2 separate regions of the Gossypium hirsutum genome follow, and region 1 is linked to region 2. Evidence: chromatin contacts called from public Hi-C data. All regions are on one chromosome and are shown on one strand. The core of a region is the stretch at or near the end of the contact, and the rest is flanking DNA. Distances in the headings are between cores, read along the strand shown. Region 1 holds the start of LOC107905919 (small heat shock protein, chloroplastic). Region 2 holds the start of LOC107948207 (RNA-binding protein 38).

What was found. A called contact is a pair of places that touch in the nucleus more often than the background predicts.
Region 1: a Hi-C map of leaf shows a contact between it and region 2, with 2.3 times the contacts expected there. The contact joins the promoter of LOC107905919 here to the promoter of LOC107948207 in region 2. A contact is called at or near these places in 7 of 34 Hi-C or Micro-C datasets (callus and leaf).

The regions. Positions count from the first base shown.
Region 1 is chrA08:89,315,617-89,319,717 of Gossypium_hirsutum_v2.1, reverse strand. It overlaps LOC107905919 (small heat shock protein, chloroplastic), which reads left to right and starts at 1,413. Exons shown (of 2, transcript XM_016832717.2): 1 at 1,413-1,979; 2 at 2,062-2,639. The coding sequence starts at 1,715. The coding sequence ends at 2,495.
Region 2 is chrA08:89,129,411-89,133,356 of Gossypium_hirsutum_v2.1, reverse strand. It overlaps LOC107948207 (RNA-binding protein 38), which reads left to right and starts at 2,549. Exons shown (of 5, transcript XM_016882675.2): 1 at 2,549-3,224; 2 at 3,308-3,443; 3 at 3,592-3,724; 4 at 3,838-3,871. The coding sequence starts at 3,006.

The DNA of each region.
Region 1 (4,101 bases), core at 164-2,663, 190 kb before region 2:
GACTACCACTAAACTTGTCCGACATTTTGCCTAATAGTTGGTGGCAAATTGCGCTCCAATCGCTAACGCGGATTACCCCTATAACGACTAACCCATCAACTAGTAAATCAAGTTGTAATGCCACATTATCGAGTGTAATCATACACTCACTACATGGAAGATAGAATGCGTGTGTCTTAGATTCCCATCTTTCCAGCAAAGTACTGATAAGTGCATGCTTCAATTTAGTCCCATCGAGCATACGGGACACGTGCAAGAATCTTGTCTCTTCCAAGTGTTGTTCAATTACATGCAGTGCCCTCGTACATAAATTGTGTATATATGTCTCGATAATCCAATTTTCGTTCTATTATATAAACATAAAAAAATTAAAAAATAATATTAACAACTTAATAATTATATTTATTAAAATAAAAAAATGTAACAATATTTTCTGACCATTTGAAATTGAACATCGAAAATGTGTTTTTGATCCAAATAAATTAGAGGCTTGGCATTTTTAAAAAATTTAAATTATGAAAATAAAATAAAGTCAAAGAAATTACAAAATAGAAAATTGAGAGAAGAAGAATTTAAGAGAAATTGAACAAAAAATTTGAAAGTAAAATAGTTCAGAGAATTGAGAGAATAGAATTGGATAAAAGAAATTGAAAATAGGCAAGGTTTATATAGAAAAAAAATACCATTGGAGAAAAAAAGTTACTATTGGTCCCAACAGTGTACAATAATTTTCTTTTAAAAAAAAATGGCACTTCTCTCTCTTAAAACAACCTATTTTTCTTATTTTCAAAAAAACTTGCCTAAATCTCTAAATTTTCTTTAAAATCGACATATTTGCCAAATTTTGTCACTATATTTTACCTTAAAATGTTTAGGTACTAAAAAAAAGAAGACATAATTTAGGTGACAATTTATATGTTAAGCCATTTTCTTAGAATAAGCTTAACGACTTGATTAATTGTTGTACTAACAAAAGTATTATTTTTAAAAAAAAGTAATTTAAATACCATTTATTACAAAAAAAAGAGAGTGGTAATTTAAATACTAATAAAAATATGTAACTTAAATACCTATTTATAAGTTAAACCTATAAGTTTTTTACAACCCCACCTAAATAATTTTAAATCTCCCGATTAAATCACTTGTTCATTTTAAGCCACTTGAACCACAACATAGATGTCAAACTTTTGAAGGAGATAAATACTCTTATTCTTAACCTTATAATAAAATTAAAATATTTTTATTTATTTTCATAAATTTTTATATATTTAAAATTTCAACTGTCCCATAGATTATGCAATTAAAATTAACATTTTTTATTTTTCTCTAAAAAATAAAATTAACATTTTTTAAAAAAATTTAGATCGTTGAATATATTATATAAAACATATCGATGTAGGGGAAAAGGAAACAGCGTCAATATAAAAGATATCATTGATCTTGGCCAATAAGAAGCAAATCGTGGATGCTTCCCGAAGGGCTAGAAAAGGCCAAATAGGGTTTGCAAATAAGGATAGGTCCAAGTGTTTGGGTCCAGAACCTTCATTATCCTCTCCCACCTTTCAAGATCCCTCTACAAACTTCCCTTCTTGCTCTCCTTTCACCTATATATACATATATTCTCCCCCCCTTCACCACCTCGAATCAGCAATCATCGGCGAACACAAATACACAAAGCTCTCAATTCTTGAAGTCTTTTGCGTTTAATATAAAAATGGCGGCTTCAAGTTTGTGTTGCTCATCTTCTCCATTGGTATTAAACAGACCTAAGCCTTCTTGTTCCATTAAAGCTGTAACGCCATTCTCTGTATCTTTTCCATCCAAGAATCCCTGCATTAGGCGACTCTCTCTTGTAAGGGCACAGGCTGTTGGGGATAATAACAAAGATACGTCAGTGGACGTGCATGTCAACAAAGACAACAAAGGCACAGTTGTCGAGAAGAGGCCTAGAAGGTTGGCTGTCGATGTCTCTCCTTTTGGTAAGTATTTGCATTTTGGGTACGTACCATTCATCATCCATTTTCACACTATCGTAACGTGATCGTTGATGACACTTGACAGGTTTGTTGGACCCCTTGTCTCCGATGAGATCAATGCGTCAAATGCTGGACGCAATGGACCGGATATTCGAAGATGCCATGATATTACCGGGCAGCAGGAGCCGAACAGGAGGACAGTTGCGTGCACCGTGGGATATCAAAGACGATGAACAAGAGATCAAAATGCGATTCGACATGCCTGGACTGGCGAAAGAGGATGTGAAGGTTTCGGTAGAGGACGATATTCTGGTTATTAAAGGAGAGCACAAAAAGGAACAAGAGGGGGAAGATGATTCCTGGACAAATAGAAGCTACAGTTCCTATGATACTCGTCTCCAGTTACCCGACAACTGTGAGAAAGATAAGATCAAGGCTGAGCTGAAGAATGGAATTCTCTTCATCTCCATTCCCAAGTCTAAAGTTGAGCGCAAGGTTATGGATGTTCAAATTCAGTAAAATAGAATGTTTCAAGTGTTTTTGTTTTTTTTTTTAAATCTTTTATCTCGGTTATGTACTCTTAATCTCTTAGTATTTTGCATAAAGCTGTAGATATGGTTGTGAATGATAAGGGGAAATAATATATTTTTCCATTTCCAGCAATCATCATCAACCGAGGGTTGTGTTTGCTGTTGTACTGACTGGAAAGCTTAATTGGTTTAAGGCTTGAAAATTAAGGGCACATTATCCTAGGGAAATTGATAGAAATGTAAAACCATATCCACTTACCAACGGTCATCTCATCATTGACTATTACCAAAAGCTTCAACTGATCACCTATATTTTATGTGTAATAAATACAAAATTTATGTTAAGTGTACGATATCTATTAACACCTAAATCTAAATATAATTAATCGTTTTTATTATTTTTACGAAATTAAAATTCAATTAAAATATTTAAATTATTTGATCAAATTTGTAAATTTTATTAAATATCCATGAAGTGTTTTAGAAAAAATCAATTTAATTAAAAATTAATATTTTTAATAATTTAATTTTTTAGTCAATATAAAATTGTTTTAAAAAATGTAAAAAAATATAAGAAGATAAAGACTTTACTTATCATTTAATAGAAAATAAATTTAATTATTTTTATTTTATTTTATCTCATTTAAAATTATATTATATTTCATCAAACAATTTAATTATACTTAATATTTAATTTTAAGTAATATGCTAAACAAATTTTATAACTTAATTCAAATTTTAATTTTTCATTACTTTTTTTCTTCAAAATTCACTTTTTAAACTCTTAAATTTTTCAATTTATCGAATACAACTTTAGATTAAATTAACAGTTTAGTATTTTTTTTAAAAAATGATTTAATGTTTTTTTTTCGGTTCCAAAGAAAATTTAATTAATAAAAAAATTTAGTAATTGATGGAAAATAAAGCAATTCTTTGAGAAATTCTCTCTTTTCAAATGTTTACTCTGCTATCTTTGTTTTAGAAAGGTTTTGATCTAACATATGTAAGAGTAATTTTCTATATTAATTTCTTGAGTTAATTTGGGAAATTCAATTTAAACATCTTATAAAATATATTCAAGTTTATATCTTAAATGATTTGAATTGTATAAATTGTTTGAGTTTATCAAAAATAGCTTTGTTAAAAAATTGGGCTATTCACTTTTTACCTTAAAGGGAAATCTAAAACTTGAGAGAATTTAATCAATAATACTTAGGCCTAAAAAATAAGATTGTTTAAAATATGAATTGAACTTAGGCTTCAACATCTAAGGCTTGATATCGGCCAGATACGACATGTTTTTTATGTTTGTAATATATTATATTGTATTATTTTTATATTATGTAATGTGTGATAGATAAAAAATAAGAGATAATAATCAATAATATTATAATGTTAACATTAAAAAATATTAAGACGCATATATATAAAATCTTAGTAAATGGAAAAGCATATAAAATTATTAAATATTAAATTTAAATAATATAATTTTTTTTAAAAAATTAAAAAATAATATGAGCTGATCTAAAATAGGCTTGAGTTGACCATTTGCAAATATGGATAGGCTTAGACAAAATTTAGGCCTATGTTTTAGG
Region 2 (3,946 bases), core at 1,300-3,799:
TATGTTCATTTTCTCCGTATCATTGTACTAAGAAAAATAAAAATAAAAAAATTTTAAATTTCTCTTATTTTATTTTTATTTTTAAAAAAATCATAACAATAAATTTTATATTAAACATCATCTAGAATAACTTAGTCATAATATTTCGTAAGCTCCAAGACTTTACTCCTTAATAAATTTTAGACAATTAACTTCAAATTTAATATATTGATGTTATTGTATTTACAGTTGCAATCTCATTTAAGTTAATTTTCAAAAATTAAAAATTTTTATTTAATCTCTTTAAATCTTTAATGTTGTCAGTTTTAATTAGGATCTCTTTATGTTTGTAAATACTCACATTTTGGTGATTTCATGTAAGAGAATGCTATGAAGTTTTGGAATGATTAGCCATTGGTGTTGGGTTGTTTTGTATATGGATTTCCAACTATTGCTAAAACTAGGTTTAATATATATATTAGTACTTAAATTTAATAATTTTTCTTAAATTGGTCTTTAAATCTTTTTTTTATCACATTGGTACTTAAATATTGACATCCGTTACATAAACCAGCCTCTATAGTTAACATCATTAGTTTTTTTAATGCTTTATATATATATATATTCCCTTGAATTTGACAATTTTTCACAATTTTTTTTTGGAATATGTTAGTCCCTAAGGTTAACATCCATTACATAGATTAGTCCCTACACTAACAAGTTGTTTTTGAAGAATTTGCTAATGTGGACAAGTATGGGGATGACATGTAGGTTCATCTTTAATCATTCTTAAAAAATAAAAATAAAAACCTTAAAACTTTGAAAAAAAATCAGAATTTTTTTTAAAATTTTAAAAGATACTATAAATTATAAAAAATAAAAAATTGAATATATAAAAAATAAAAAAAATAAATTTAACATTTAACATTTAAAAGATTACTCTTTAAATATTAAACTTTTAAAAAATAAAAATAATTTTTTAAAATATAAAAATTATAAAATTAAAATTAAAAAATATAGAAAAAAGTCAACTTTTTTAGAAATTTACAAAATGAAAAAAAATATATAATGAAAAACTGATTGGGCATCAGTTGGGATTTTTTAAACATATTTAATTTTTGAAGTTTTTTGAAATTTAACTAAATTTTTTATTTTTTTATTTTCAATTTATATATTATTTTTTATTTTTATTTCTCATATATATATTCCTTTTTTGAAGTTTTATAATTTATATATTTCTTATTCTTTTAACAAATTTTATTTTTTTATTTTTTTAAGAATGGTTAAAGATAAATTCATGTGCCGTCCTCTTATTTCTCAACGTGTCAGCCTCATACTTATTCACATCAACAAATTCTTAAAAAAAGAAAAACAGTTTTAGTGTAGGAGCCAATATAATTCAGAAAATAATTTTAAGTGCCAATGTGAGAAATTTTATAAAGTTGAGGGGCCAATTCCACGTACATGCATTGTTGTAACTTTCCAACATATTGATTTTTTTTTTGTTTTTTTGAAAGGGTTCAACATATTGGTTGAATTTGTTATATTTTTTTCCTAAATAAATTTTAGTGTGAATGCTTAAAATATAGTAATTTTGATTCACCTAACATCTTATGTATTTTAGTAATTTTATCAAAATTTCTTATTTAATTATACTATTAACTAAAGTTTGATTTTATTGCATCTTTTTGACAGTTGAATAGATAATTTAATGATAAATTAAAATTCTATTAGTCATATTGTCAAAAAAAAAAAAACTTGCAGCTTAATTTTTTCTATGATAAATACTTAGCCTTCTAAGTTGAAAGTATATTCAAATCAATATGGCTTATTATACATTTTTATAAAGGTATTTATTGTTATATTTTCGTATACATCAATATTCGTTTTCTATGGGCATGATATTATAATCACATAATTTCTAAAAAATATATCATATTAGTTACTAGATTCGTTCCGATAAATACATTGAGAAATCAAATTTGTGTAAAAAAAAAATAACTACAATCCTTACTAAATATTTATGCTATTTTCATCACTTATTCCTCTATTTATTATTTATAATATTATACCTTCCAATTTAAACTAATTAAATAAGAGTAATTTAAGGTTTTTAGTTTAATTATTAATTAAAATAGTAATTTTTTCCCTTATACTAATAATTTAATTTATTAGTTGATTGTATTCTAAAGTTACTTAAAATAATATAATTCTATAATTATAAATTTTTAATAATTTTTTTCTTTTAGAAAAATCTTTATTTTAATCTATCAAAAGCAGAACCCCACATCGTGGGATTATATTCCTCAAATAGTATATGTATATGTATATGTATATGTATATGTATATGTATATGTATACATACATTAATATTTAGTGATTAGATTAATAATTAATAATATGGAAAAGGAATATATGCATAAACAAAATAAAGGCAGATTAGGAGAGAAGAAAGATGAGGAGTTGGATACAGCAAGGCACGTAACGTTGGACCCATTATAAAGTATATATCAAATTACTTTTTTAAAAAATGGAAATAATAGGTTAGTTCGTTGTATTTCATTGGAAATTTCCCTTTATCTCTCTTTTTTTTTCTTTTTTCTTTATTTACATTCTTTTGTTAATCATCAGTACATGCCAAATAAAATCTTCAATAATCTTACAAGGTCGTTTTCCTATTTTCATTCTCTTGGCAACCTTTGGGGTGTTGGGTAGGCTTTTCTCTTCTTTTTTTTCCTATTAACTCAATTTTTCGAACCTCGAAACAGTGATAACTTTCTCGTCTAGGGTATCTTTGTTAGGGAATCTTAAGGTGAGTTGGCAGCGGAAATCTAGTATAAGGTTTGGATAGAAAAGAAAAGAAAAGGAAAAAAACCATATTGATTGAAGTTGTTCTAAGAAGATTGATAATATTTTTGCAAGCCAACGTCTGTGTTTTCTCGCCTTGTCTCCTCTTTTGCCCTTTTTAGGTGCTGATTCTTGCTTCCCTGGGGTTGGGTGTGTTAGTTGGGATCGATTGTTAATCCATGTCTGAAGCAGGGCAACATAAGGTGGGTGGGGGTGGGGGTGATCAGGGCAATGGCACAGGGTTTGGTGACACCACTTACACCAAGATCTTTGTCGGAGGTTTGGCTTGGGAGACCAAAACTGATACCCTCAAACGTTATTTCGAGCAGTTCGGAGAAATACTAGAAGCTGTTGTCATTAATGACAAAACTACTGGAAGATCAAAAGGTTACGGCTTTGTAAGCTCCCCCTCCATCATATCTTCTTCTTCTTCTTCTTTTCCTGTTCAAAGTCAAGGGTTTGATTATTATGGTATATGTAGGTGACGTTTAAGGATGTTGATTCGGCTATGAGGGCTTGCTATAATCCATTTCCTGTGATTGATGGAAGAAGAGCAAACTGTAATCTTGCATCGCTTGGTGCTCAAAAGAATCGTCTATCTTCTGCTTCTCACTCTGGTCAGTATTCACCCATTTACATCAAATCAAAATATGGCTGTTAGATTATATTTTTTCTCTCCCATATTTTGCTGCTTAATTTCCGTCACCTTAATTTCAGCAATCGTATTTATTGCTTTATGATCAGTTTTCGTATGGTTGGCATAAGTTGCAGGGATTGAGAAATTTAGCCCATCCGCACCAGCACCACCACCTCGAGTCATGGAACCATCCGTTGCTGCTACTCCGGCATTTTACCGTCAATTCATTCCGCAATACGCATTTCCTTATTCGGCTTACGGGTGGGTAGATAGATCGGATTTCATAGTCTCTCTGCCTTGCTTAAATTGTGTATAATTTCTTGTTTCCGTAGGTGGTTCAATGTTCTAAAAATGATTGTCCTTTGAACATTCAGGTATCCTGGCTACACGCAAAATATGTCTCCAATGGTTAGTCTCTTGTTATTATCTTATATTATACCTTCATACATGTAGTAGGCCTAACAATTGAACATAAAATGTGTG